Linked DNA regions of Pan troglodytes: region 2 is linked to region 1. The links are chromatin contacts, called in public HiChIP or PLAC-seq maps. All regions are on one chromosome and are shown on one strand. Each heading gives the region's core, a stretch centred on a gene start, on an enhancer-like site or on the middle of the called end of the contact. The rest is flanking DNA. Distances are from core to core; before and after follow the strand shown. Region 1 holds the start of ACTN4 (actinin alpha 4). Region 2 holds the start of HNRNPL (heterogeneous nuclear ribonucleoprotein L).

The links. HiChIP or PLAC-seq counts read pairs in DNA pulled down with a chosen protein or histone mark.
Region 2: a contact with region 1 is called in an H3K4me3 HiChIP or PLAC-seq map of stem cell-derived excitatory neurons, with 3 times the contacts expected there. The contact joins the promoter of HNRNPL here to the promoter of ACTN4 in region 1. A contact is called at or near these places in 1 of 7 Hi-C or Micro-C datasets (stem cell-derived neural progenitor cells) and 1 of 1 datasets of contacts at active chromatin or transcription factors (stem cell-derived excitatory neurons).

The regions. Positions count from the first base shown.
Region 1 is chr20:41,773,063-41,779,493 of NHGRI_mPanTro3-v2.0_pri, reverse strand. It overlaps ACTN4 (actinin alpha 4), which reads right to left and starts at 3,404. Exons shown (of 21, transcript XM_003954372.6): 1 at 3,080-3,404. The coding sequence starts at 3,241.
Region 2 is chr20:41,986,986-41,993,416 of NHGRI_mPanTro3-v2.0_pri, reverse strand. It overlaps HNRNPL (heterogeneous nuclear ribonucleoprotein L), which reads left to right and starts at 2,820. Exons shown (of 13, transcript NM_001280153.1): 1 at 2,820-3,057; 2 at 5,322-5,440. The coding sequence starts at 2,884.

The DNA.
Region 1 (6,431 bases), core at 2,155-4,654:
AGACCGAGGCGGGCGGATCTCCTGGGGTCGGGAGTTTGAGACCAGCCCGACCAACATGGAGAAACCCCGTCTCTACTAAAAATACAAAAAGCCAGGCGTGGTGGCGCATGCCTGTATTCCCAGCTACTCGGGAGGCTGAGGCAGGAGAATCGCTTGAACCCGGGAGACGGAGGTTGCGGTGAGCCAAGATCATGCCCGGGCAACAAGAGCAAAACTCCGTCTCCAAAAACAAACAAACAAACAAACAAACAAACAACCCAGCCAGCCTGGGAGTGCGGGGATGTTTCTTAGTAGGAAGGTAGAGAGCCACACAGATTGGTGTATTCCTTTCCATTACTCCTTCCCCCATTTCATAAAGAATCCCTACCCCATAACAGGAAAGGGCACAGAGGTGAAGCAGTAGTTTCCCCCACAGAGCAGCTAAGGGTAAATATTTGCTGGAGGAGGTGTAAAGCAGGAGGTACTAGGGCTGAGACAGGAAAGCAGATGGTATTAGCGGACTCTGTGAGCCACCCTTTCCCCTCAAACCTGCCCGGCCCCAGAGGAAGGGAGCTGGGAGGTAAGAGAATGACACATGGCAGCAAGACCTGGAGGTTCTGGGGAGTCCTGGTTTCCACCCAGGGCCTGAATGGTGCCCCAGCCTCACCCTGTAGGCAAGGGACAGTATAACCACGAACAAAGCCCACACCCTAACTCTCGGGAGGGAGTGAAACCCGGCTCGCAAAAGTAGTCACTTGGGGAGTGGCAGAAGACAGGAAGGGAGAGAAAAGGAAGGTCCCCCACCCCTATCACCTGAGAAAAAAGGGGGAGGGGTTTATTTTCTCCAGCACCTTCAGCTGCAGAAGACAAAGCCTAGACATTCTCAAAACCACCACTGTGGCCCCTGCTCCCTCCCAACTTTCCAGGTCTCTTGGCAACCTTTTCCAACCTGGCACTGCCTCAGGCAATAAATTATTGTTGAGACTCCAGAACAGATCTCACCTTCCCCTCAAAAAGTGAATTTATGCCAACTATCGCAACCTGTCCATCCTGCAGTAGGTGGGGCCACGGATAAGGACACCCCTCCCACCAAGCCACTGCCATGCCCCTCAGTTACTACTGATGAGGAAATTCAAGCAACGCTGGTAATGGACCCAAGGTTATGCGCGGCCCCACCTCAGGCTGCCTTGGAACAGCTGCTCCTTCCACCCTTCCCACCCTTTCCCCTCCAGCCTGGGCTAGGCTGCCTGTGCCAAGCTCCTGGCCACCAACTCACGCCCTCGAGAGGCTTCCAGTCACTCCCCACTCTGCCAGGTCACCACTCAAAGCCCTGTAGTCTGTTCCTGAAAAATCTCCACCAAACCCACTCTCCCAAACCTTCAGAGCCCTGTCCAAAGTCCCAACTCTACACACATCCCTCTTTATTAACAGAATCACCGCAAGGACCCCTCGGATCCCTTTGCATTTTGCAGATAACAAAACTGCCCGGAGAGTTCAAGGGTCTTGTCCAAGGCCACAGAGCGAATCAGTAACAAATCTGGAAAGAAAATCCAGATCTCCAGATCCCACGAAATGCTTCCAACTTCAAGTACCTCCCACCCATTTCACGCACAAAACTTCTGAACAACCCCTTCCCCCCACACACACCCACTCACCACGCTCCTTTCTTTAGCTCTTCCTGCACACACTCAGAGCTCCCCCCTCAACCACACTGGATTTATCCCCCCCCTCCAACAGACACTGACACCTCGCTCGGGATCCCACTCCACTTCTCATCACCTTTTCACTGCTGTGGGGCCCTACCAAGTTGCCCCCCCCCGCCCCCCAAAAAAACAGTGCCACCTGAACACAGTCTCTGCTTCAGGATCCCTTCACCTACCTCCGGTCTCTCCAAAAAAGACACAATTCTTCCTGGACACTCTCAACGCTTCCTCCCCAAACTCATTCTGCCTGCACGACACACACACACGTTCTCCAGTCCCGGGACTGCACCTCCAGGAGCCAGCACCCCCTCCTCAAATTCCTTTCTCAGTCTATCCATTACGCATTCCCTTTCTAATGAGACTTTCATTTTCCTAAACGAACCTCCCTCCCATTATCCACCATTCCAGCTCACCCTCCCTCCCACCGATCTCACCTTCTCCCTCTACACTTCCTCATTCTCTCCAACGCTTTAGCTTTTCAGCTTCCCATCAATTCTTTAGAAACCCCTCCCCAAATTATCCCCACTCTCCGTATCCCCTCTACTCCGGCTTCTCCATCCCTCATCAATTCCTCTTATTATTCCTCCTATCTCTTAATCTTCTCCCCTTTGGAACAGGGCACCACAAATAAATCTCACCCCCTTCAAAAACGTCTGATTCACGGGCCCCTTAACTTCTTCCTTCCGCACCCCACCCTCCTCAGACCCCCAGTCCTGGCACCTCTACCCTCCTCACACCCTAAGCCCATGTCTTTTCATGCTCAATTCTACCCTTAGCCCCTGTTTTCATCTTCCCAGCCTCCCTAGTCTTCCCACCCGTCTTCAGACCCCACAATCTCCACTCCATCCTCACACTTGATGCTTCATCCCCTTTAGAACTCCCCCAACCTGAGGCTCCCCCAATTCCAGTCTCCTTCAGATCTTTCTGCTCTCCAAATAACCAACCCCTCCACACTCAAGCTCCTCCTCACACTTCCCAGACCCAGAAATTCCCTTCCCAGCCTCCCCTGATTCTCCTCCCAGCACCCCCAACCCATGCTCCGACCCTTCAAGCCCGCCTCGGATCCCAGTTCCATTTCAGCCTGCCCAGTCATCTCCTCGGTTTCCCCTAATGGCACGCCCAGACCCTCCAAATCCTTCATCAGCCTTCCCGATTCCTTTTATTTGACTCCCATATTCCCCACCCAGCCGCCAATTCTCTTTTCAGATTCCCAATTCCTTCCTCTAGCTCGGCGATTCCTCCTCAGGACTCCAATTCCCTTCCCGGACCCGCCAATTCCTTCTCGGGACCCCCCCGTTCCCATCACAGACGCTCCAGTTACCTTTCAGGACCTCCCACCCCTCCCCGGGCACCCTCAGAAAAGCCCCTCCAGCCCGTCCGGCCCGCGGGCCGCGTACCTTGCGCTGCTGCTTCTCCCAGGCCGGGTCCAGCAGCAGGTCCCGGTCCCAGTCGTCCTCCTGGGCCATGTAGTCGCCCATGCTGCCCCCGCCGCCAGCGCCATTGCCCGCGCTGCTGGGGCCGTACTGGTACGACTGGTTCGCCGCGTGGTAGTCCACCATTCCGCCGCCTCTCGCTCGCCCACCAGCCTGTTCGCTCCCGCCTCAGCTCCCGCCCCTCTGCCCGAGCCGCCGCCGCTACCGCCGCTTCAGCTGCTTCAGCCCGCCCTCCGCCCGCGCCTGCGCACTGCCCGCCGCGCCTGCGCACAGCGCCGAGGTTGCCGCCCTCCCGCGCGCGCGCGCCTGCCAAACCAGAAAAGGCACCAAGGCCGCGCTCGGGAGCTTGGCGCCTGCGCAGAGTCCCGCTTCCTTGCCGCCCGACTCAGCCCGGGGGCGAGCCGCGCCCCCTCTCCCGCGTGAACGCGCGCGTCGTTCGCGTATGGGCGGGGCCAGATCATGAATGATTCATAAGGGCAGGCCCCGCCATCGGACCTGAACCAGCTCAGGCTTGGAATGCACTGCACCGGGTTCCCATTCAGCGACACAAATTCAACAAATATTTATTGAACACCTACTCTGTGCCAGACTATGTTTTACGCAGGCACTAAAAACAGAAAAAAATCCCAACTTTCATGAAACTACCTTCTAGTAAAGGAAGCCACATACACACAAATCTACTTTTATTTTTATTATTTTTTGAGACGGAGTCTCGCTGTGTCTCCCAGGCTGGAGTGCAGTGGCGCGATCTCGGCTCACTGCAACCTCCGCCTCCCGGATTCAAGCAATTCTCCTGCCTCAGCCTCCCGAGTAGCTGGGAACACAGGCATGCTCCACCACACCCGGCTAATTTTTGTATTTTTTTAGTAGAGACGGGGTTTCACCATGTTGGCCAGGCTGGTCTTGAACTCTTGAGCTCAAGCGATCCTCCCGCCTCAGCCTCCCAAAGTGCTGGAATTACAGGCGTGAGCCACCGCACCCAACCAACACACAAATTTTTTTTTTTTGAGACGGAGTTTCGCTCTCGTTGCCCAGGCTGGAGTGCAATGGCGTGATCTGGGCTCACTGCAACCTCCGCCTCCCAGGTTCAAGCTATTCTCCTGCCTCAGCCTCCCGAGTAGCTGGGATCACAGGCATGTGCCACCACTCCTGGCTAATTTTGTATTTTTAGTAGAGACGGGGTTTCTCCATGTTGGTCAGGCTGGTCTCAAACTCCCGACCTCAGGTGATCCGCCCACCTCAGCCTCCCAAAGTGCTGGGCTTACAGGCATGAGCCACTGCGCCTGGCCTCAACACTCAAAATTTTAAAAAATATGTGGACAGGCACAGTGGCTCACACCTGTAATCCCAGCACTTTGGGAGGCTGAGGCGGGAGGATGGCTTGAGCCCAAGAGTTCAAGGCCAGCCTAGGCAACATAACAAGAACCTGTCTCTACAAGAAATGTAAAAATTCACTGGGCATGGCTGTGTGCACCTGTAGTCCCAGCTACTCAGGAGGCTGAGGAAGGGACATCACTTGAGCCCAGGAGTTCCAGTCTGCAGTGAGCTGTGATCACACCAATGCACTCCAGAAGCGAAATCCTGTCTCAAAAATATACATAAAAGTAAAAAATAGGTAGTATTGTATATTCCAAGGTGTTGAGTATTTGGAGAAAAATCAAGCATGGGCTGGAATGCAAATAAACTACTCAGGTAGGCTTCATGGAGAAGGCAGACATTTAAACAAAGGTGCGAGCCACTGCATCAGGAAGTATCTTAAATTTAAATATTCAGCCAGGCACTGGTGGCTTACTCTTGCAATCCCAGCACTCTGGGGAGTCAAGGCTGGAAGAGTGCTTGAGCCCAAGAGTTTGAGGCCAGACTGGGTAACATAACAAGATCTCATCTCTACAAAAAAATGTTTACATTAAAAATAAATGGCTGGGCGCAGTGGCTCATGCCTGTAATCCCAGCACTTTGGGAGGCCGAGGCAGGCAGATCACGAGGTCAGGAGTTAGAGGCCAGCCTGGCCAACATGGTGAAACCCCGTCTCTACTAAAAATACAAAAATTAGCCGGGCGTGGTGGCATGCACCTGTAATCCCAGCTACCCAGGAGGCTGAGGTAGGGGAATCACTGGAACTCGGGAGGCAGAGGCTGCAGTGAGCCGAGATCGCGCCACTGTACTCCAGCCTGGGCGACAGAGCAAGACTCCGTCTAAAATAAAAATAAAAATAAATAAATAAATATCCGGCCAGGTGTGGTGGCTCACGCCTGTAATCCCAGCACTTTGGGAGGCCGAAGTGGGCGGATCACCCCAGGTCAGGAGTTCAAGACCAGCCGGGCCAACAATTCCGTCTCTACTAAAAATACAAAATTAGCCAGGCATAGTGGCACATGCCTGTAATCCCAGCTACTCAGGAGGCTGAGGCAGGAGAATAGCTTGAACCTGGGAGACGGAGGTTGTGGTGAGCCAAGATTGCACCATTGTACTCCAGCTTGGGCAACAAGAGCGAAACTCCATCTCAGATAATAATAATAATAAATATCCAAAATAGAGTTCCTGATCTTCCCCCCAAGCTTGGTCATCCCATCCCACAGTCATCCCTCTTCAATTCGTGCACCTCCAGCCTTGCAGTTGCTGAGGCTACAGACCTTGCAGTCATCCTTAATGCCTCTTTGTCTTCACAACCCCATCCAGTTCTTCAGGAAATTCTGTCATTCCATCTTGAAAGAATACACAGAACCCACCCACTTCCCCCTGCCCCACTGCGCCACCCAGGTTCTGTCTACCCTCGCCTCGCCTTCCCTTGGGCCATTGCAGCAGTTCCCCACTGTCTCCCAGCTCCCCCTCCCACCCCCTTCTCTTTCCCAGGAGAAGCTGGAGGGAGCCTGTGAATGAATGACTGAGTCAGATCACATTCCTCCCTCCTCTGTTCAAACCTTCCTGTGGCTCCACGCTCAGGGTAACAGTCAAAGTCAAGGAAAGGAAGAAAGGCTGCAGAGGAGTCTGCCCTGCCCTGCCCTGCCTTACCCAGCCCAGTCCAGCCCAGCGTTTTTTTCCTTTTTTTTTTTTTTTTTGGAGGTGGAGTCTCGCCCTGTCACCCAGACCAGAGTGTGGTGGCATGATCTCGGCTCACTGCAACCTCCGCATCCCGAGTTCAAGCGATTCTCCTGTCTCAGCCTCCAGAGTAGCTGGGATTACAGGCATATGCCACCATGCCCGGCTAATTTTTATATTTTTAGTAAAGAGGGGTTTTGCCATGTTGGCCAGGCTGGTCTTGAACTCCTGAGTTCAGGTGATCTGCCTGCCTCAGCCTCCCAAAGTGCAGGGATTA
Region 2 (6,431 bases), core at 1,571-4,070, 210 kb before region 1:
CCACTTGCAAGCTGTGGCATCCTGGGTTAGTCACTTGCGTCCCTCCAGCCCATTTCCTTATGTGAGCAATGTACACCCCAAACACTTGCCTCAGCCAAGACAACACTTGCCTGACCAGGAGGCAAGATGCACGAGTCTCAAACAACTGCTTGACTTTCCGTCTGCGGGGGGCGGGGGTGGATTTTTGGGGAAAAGGGACGCGGAGCCCGAACACCGCGGCTCCAAGGTCTTCCCGCTCCTTTCTCGCCTGGTTTCCTCCATTCCCCCGCGGGGCGACCCTCGGTCTCCTGCCGTGTCCCCGCTCCCGCGCCCCCTGCCCCCAATTTTTCTTCCCCCCACGGGGCTGAAAAAAGGTCGTGGTCCCTTTAAGGCCCGCCCCTCCCTCTCCCAAAACTTCCCAGTGTCTGCTCTTTTCGATCCGGGACGGCCGGTCAGGCTCGCCGCCGAGCTGGTAGGGGCTGGGGGCGAGGGGTGCGGGAGGGTGACTGGGGCACCGGCGGGCGGCGCCGCGCGCGGCCGGGGGCCAGGGTCCGAGCAGCGGGGTGGGGGCGGGGCGGTGGCCGGGAGCGCGGGGGGGTGCGGGTCACCAGGCCGGGCCGGCGGCCTAGAACGTGCGGCGCCGGGTAGACCGTTCCGCCGCGCTCCGGCCGTGCGCGCCGGCGCGAGGGGCGTCCGGGCCGGGCGCGGGGGCGGGGAGGGGAGGGGCCCTCTCTCTCCCCCTCCCCCCACCGCATTCCTCTGACGTTGGGACGGAGCGACCCCGCCCTTCGTCGCGACCGGCCCCGCCTCCTCCCGTCACGCGGGTCACGTGCTTCAGACGCGGCCCCGCCCCCGTCTCTGTTCAGTTGGCGTGGTCGGATCTTCCTGGTGTCCGGGGGAGCTGACCGAGGTCCCCAGCAAGGCCCCCTCCCCTAACTTTATTTCCCCTCACCGGCAGAGCCACCAGGCCTGTCCCCCTCTTGTATTGCCATAGACCCCATTTTTTCTGATAGGGTCTCGCTCCGTCGCCCAGGCTGGAGTGCAGGGGCGCGATCACGGCTCACTGCAACCTCGAAATCCGGGGCTCAAGCGAGCCTTCCGCCTTGGCCTCCCCAGGTGCTGGGATTACAGGTGTGAGCCACCACACACGGCCTCCATTTCAAACTTAGTTTCCACCCGGACCTCAACTCGAAATCCCCCATCAGCCGGGCAGAAAGGTCCTGGAGCACTTTTGGGGCGTCCGCCGCGTTTCTCACGACGCTAGCTTCGCTTTTATTTCTTTTCCCCCCTTTGGCGATATCGTCACTTGCCAATAGCTTCGCTAAGGTGTTCCCCCCCACACCCTGCGCGGGCAGCCCCATAATGTTAAATGCCGTAGGACGGGATCCCAGGTTAATCCCCGTTTGACCCCGCTGGCTGCGCGTGATAACTGGGGCGCGCTCCTCTCCACCCCCCAGGCTCCGCCAGTTGGGCTTCGCTGGAGTCTGGAGATACCCTCCGACATTCTCTTGGTGCAGTGCGGGTGGTCTTACCCCGCCGTTGAGGAAGAAAGGCCCGACGCAAGCACAGATCACAAGAACGCCTCCCCTGTGCAGGGGGCTTGCACTGTGCCAGGTGCTGTACTGGGCGCTTGGTAGGTGGCCTCTCCAGGGTCGGGGCTAGGACCTCCTGTGGTGCTCATAGGGGTCGAGCTGTCAGGTGAAAACCACTGGCCCGAGTTATGGCTTTGAAGGGAATCCTGGGGGTCTGGGATGGCAGGGACCTGTGAATTTAGATCGCACGGACAAGATGACTTGGCCCTTAGCTCCTGCAGGAGGGGTAGTGGACTATTGCAGGTGGAAGGGACTGCACGGGCACAGATGGAGAGTGCGCGGAAGAGCCTTCTCCCAAGGGAAACTGAAAGGGTTGCGGCTGAATTTAGAACTGGACAGGGTCCGAAGACAGTCGGCAGCAGCGAGTGGTTTTCTACTGAGGAAAAGGCTCAGATTTGGGATTTTAAGAATTCCTCCTAGAGATAGAAATGAACACGGTATAGTGATGGCGACAGAGATACCCTGGGAGTTCCTGTCAATCTTGGTCTAGCCTTCCGGCGCACACACAGCGGTCGCTCCATAAATACTCCGGGTATTCCAGGCTGTCACTCTCTTGAGAGGGGGCCCCGCCTCTGGGCGGCGCCTGAAAGCGTATTTGCGCATGCGTTCTCGCCTTCGCTCGTTTCGTATACTGCACCAAAGAGCGCCTACCCTGGGGTAGGGCTCCCCATTTCATCCAATCAGAGCGTATCAATAGTCCTACCATCTGGTGAGAGGGTGCGCTCCACTCTCCATTGACCAATCAGTGGAGACGCAGAAGAATGGGCATCTGTAGTAACCACTGGAGAGAGACCAAAAAAGGGCGGGACTTCCTTGTCTCCTTGCGAAATGGCGCGGGAAGGTAGTCATTGTGACTGGTGCTGACGGATTAGCGAGGAGACCAATGAAAGTGGGAGGGAGGCGGGGATTTTTGGGAGGTTTAGAGCGCCGTTCCTATCAGGTGCTTTTAGGGAGGCCAGCAGCGCCAGAAATCCGACCTATCAAATTGGATTTTATTTTAAGGCGGCGGGGTCGACGGAATGACTGGCAGAAAGCGACCACCTATAAGGAGTGTCTCAGACAAACAAGGGCGGGCCCTCCTGCAGAACGGCGTGGGCAATGTCCAATAAGCGCGCAAGGCGTGTGGGGACCAGTGGCTCCCCCTATCGGGTGGGGGCGGCGGGTGACGGGCGTGTCCCTCCCCCAATGAGAGGCGGGGGGAGGCGGGTTCTGCGCCGCCATGTCGCGGAGGCTGCTGCCCCGGGCGGAGAAGCGGCGTCGGCGGCTGGAGCAGAGGCAGCAGCCGGACGAGCAGCGGAGGCGTTCGGGAGCGATGGTGAAGATGGCGGCGGCGGGCGGCGGAGGCGGCGGTGGCCGTTACTACGGCGGCGGCAGTGAGGGCGGCCGGGCCCCTAAGCGGCTCAAGACTGACAACGCCGGCGACCAGCACGGAGGCGGCGGCGGTGGCGGTGGAGGAGCCGGGGCGGCGGGCGGCGGCGGCGGCGGGGTGAGGCCAGGGCCCTAGGCGCTGGGAAGGCCGGGAACTGGGGGACAATTTCCCAGCTTGAGGGCATTTTATTTTTTGAGGGGGGCCTCTGCGCACGCGCCCAGGCCATCGCGTCGTTGACGGTGTGGGGGAGGGGCGGCCGTTGGGCAAACGGCGGGGTTTGCGCGAGGACAGGCGCCTGCGCGTGCGCAGGGTCCGGAGCGGGGTGTGGGGGAGCGCAGAGGAAGTAGCTTGTGAGGGGAATGGCCCAGTGCGCAGGCGCCGCGGGCTGGCGTGTGGGGGCCGGGCACGCGGCCCGGCCGGTTTTTTTCCCCTTTATCATTTTCTTCGCTGACTCCATGCGCAGGCGCAGTGTTCCCGCCCGGCCTCGTGGGCGGTTAGGGGAGCGCCTGGTGAGCGGGAACGGGTGGGCGGCGGCCTTGTCCTCTGGAGTGGGGAATTCCGTCTGATGGCAGCTTAATCTCTAAGGCCCAGTCTTGTCTCTATACAGAAATGGATGTGTTTGAGCCTAGATGCTCTCATTTTTGTAGGCATTGAAAATGGGAAGAGGACTTGTGAAATGCACTTTTACCCTTTTAGGAGTTGAGCGAAGCCTTGAAACCATCACAAGTTTGCTTACAGTTTCCGGGGATTCACTGGGTACCGAGGATTTGATAAACCAAACTATTTCCTGGCCATGCTGGAAGCATTTCGACCCTCTGTAATCAGTCCCTCCGAAAACACCAGTCGTTGCTTTTGGAGTGGGGCCCAGTCCCCACTCTTTCCAAAATCTTGAAGTCTTACAGGGCCGCCTATTTGCAGGGTTTTCTAGGGTTTAGGGGTTACGAGTTGTTAGCGTTTTAATCTTGGCCTTGTCTCACACATTTTAAAGACATCTTAATTGAAAATCCTTAACGCTTCCTGAGGTTGGGGGAGATACTGGGATTCCCGATTTACAAAGGAGGAAATGGGCCAGGAGAGAGATGAGATGAGGTGAATTACTGTAGGTGGCACAGCTAGTGAGGGGCAGGGCTGGAGTTAGAACTCCCATTTGTGGGAGCTGCTAACCTGGCGGGAGTGCCTCACCCTGTGGTTCGGGTGGATCGCTCCTGAAATAGAATCCAATTCTACCCCCCTTCCACGCACTTCTGCCCAGTGATTCTCAGACAGGGGGCCGGCCCCAGAGCCCAGGAGAGGCGGAAGAGAGTTAATCTTTCTCCTGATGACCAGAGGCTTTTGTCGGTGGGTGTAAGATACTTCTCTTAGGAAGGAGCAGTCGATTCTTAATGGTATGGGTTGGAGTCTCTGGTCTTTCTAAAAGACTTTCCATCCGGGAGTGGGGGCTCATGCCTATAATCCCAGCACTTTGGGAGGCTGAGGCAGGCAGATCACCTGAGGTCAGGAGTTCGAGAACAGCCTGGTCAACATGGCAAAACTCCGTCTCTACTAAAAATACAAAAAAATTAGCCAGGTGTGGTGGCGAGGGCCTGTAATTCCAGCTACTCGGGAGGCTGAGGCAGGAGAATCGCTTGAACCTGGGAGGCAGAGGTTGCAGTGGACTAAGATCACGCCATAGCACTCCAGCCTGGGTGACAGAGTGAGACTATCTCAAAAAATAAATAAAAGACCTTTCTTGTCTGGTTTTTCTTAGTCTGACCTAGGCAGTAATTTCCAAAGCAGATTTTGGTGGAAGGGTGATTCAAGACTAGAAGGGGTCAAGACTGGCCTGGCTGCCCCAGTTTCTGGGGCATGTGTTGTTTTTTGCCCTGACTGAACCTGGGTGTGAGTGGTGGGGAACAGGTGTGCTTAGCTAGATGATGGTGGCTCAGCCAGTTAAAGGGCAGGGAATTTGGGGCACATGCAAAGGGGATGTCCTCATTCAAACTGTAGCAGATAGCTGTTAGAGCCCTTGCTGCCAGTGTGTCTCCTTTTCCAGCTACTCTTTTCCCATGTTTCCTTGGTCGAGTGGACCAGTGGGAAGGGGGGGGGGGTCCCTGGAAGAACGTAAGATTTGGGACTTGTGTGGCCCTCCCTCCGTTCTACCTTCCTCAGAAGCTACAGCAAGAGCCAGTGGGCAAGTGATCACCCACTCAGGACCACTGTTCTGCTGACCCAGAATCCTTCTGGGCTGATTGGCTTCAATTGCTGCCCCTAGTCTTTCCTGTGCATCCTTCATGGATGACCTCCAACTGTTTTATCTGACTGGGTCTACAACAGCACAGAGGCCAGTGGGGCGTCATCTTGTACAGCAAGAAAAGAATTCTTGTTTTTGCTTCCTTTCTCAGGAGAACTACGATGACCCGCACAAAACCCCTGCCTCCCCAGTTGTCCACATCAGGGGCCTGATTGACGGCGTGGTGGAAGCAGACCTTGTGGAGGCCTTGCAGGAGTTTGGACCCATCAGGTACTGGGCTCAGAGGCCAGGTGTTGGGCTTCCAAAGTTGACTCCTGGGTGTCCTTGTGTGTCCACGATTTCTGGTTGGAAATAGTGATTTCGTTGCCATCCTGGTCAAGATTCTGTGGCCCCTCTGCTTTTGGGTTGGCCATTGTACTTTGTGTCAGATTACAGCAAGTTCCATGATCCTTTTTCCTTCCTTCGTTTTTCCTCTGCCTTGTAGTTTCTAGTCAGTGTTCTCTTTTTCAGACAGAGCAAGGTCTCGCTCTGTGGCCCAGGCTGGAGTGTAGTGGTGCAGTCTCACCCAGGCTCAGGCAGTCCTTCTGCCTCGGCCTGCTGAGTAGCTGGGACTATAGGCATGTGCCACCATGCCCGGCTAATTTTTACATATATATATATTTTGTTTGTTTGTCTGTTTGTTTTGAGACAGTCTCTCGCTCTGTCGCCCAGGCTGGAGTGCAGTGAAAATCTCAGCTCACTGCAAGCTTTGTCTTCTGGGTTCACGCCATTCTCCTGCCTCAGCCTCCCGAGTAGCTGGGACCACGGGCGCTGGCCACCCCACCCGGCTAATTTTTTGTATTTTTAGTAGAGACGGGGTTTCGCTGTGTTAGCCAGGATGGTCTCAATCTCCTGACCTCGTGATCTGCCCGCCTCGGCCTCCCAAAGTGCTAGGATTACAGGCGTGAGCCACTGCGCTCGGCCTAATTTTTATGTTGTTCTGTAGAGGTGAGGTTTTGCCATGTTGGCCAGGCTGGTCTCAAACTCCTGGGCCCAAGCAATCTGCCCACCTAGCCCTCCCAAGTTTTAGGGTTACAGGCATGAGCTACTGCTCTTGGCCAGTGTTCTTTCATTCAGCAAGTAGTTACTGAATATTTGGTGCATGCTATATACTGCAAATACAGTAGTGAGCTGTATCTGGATGCTTCTCTTAGAAAGTTGCCCTCCTAGAGTGATTTGCACTGTGATAGTGTAAGCTCAAGAAGCCGTCTGTGGGTGGCAT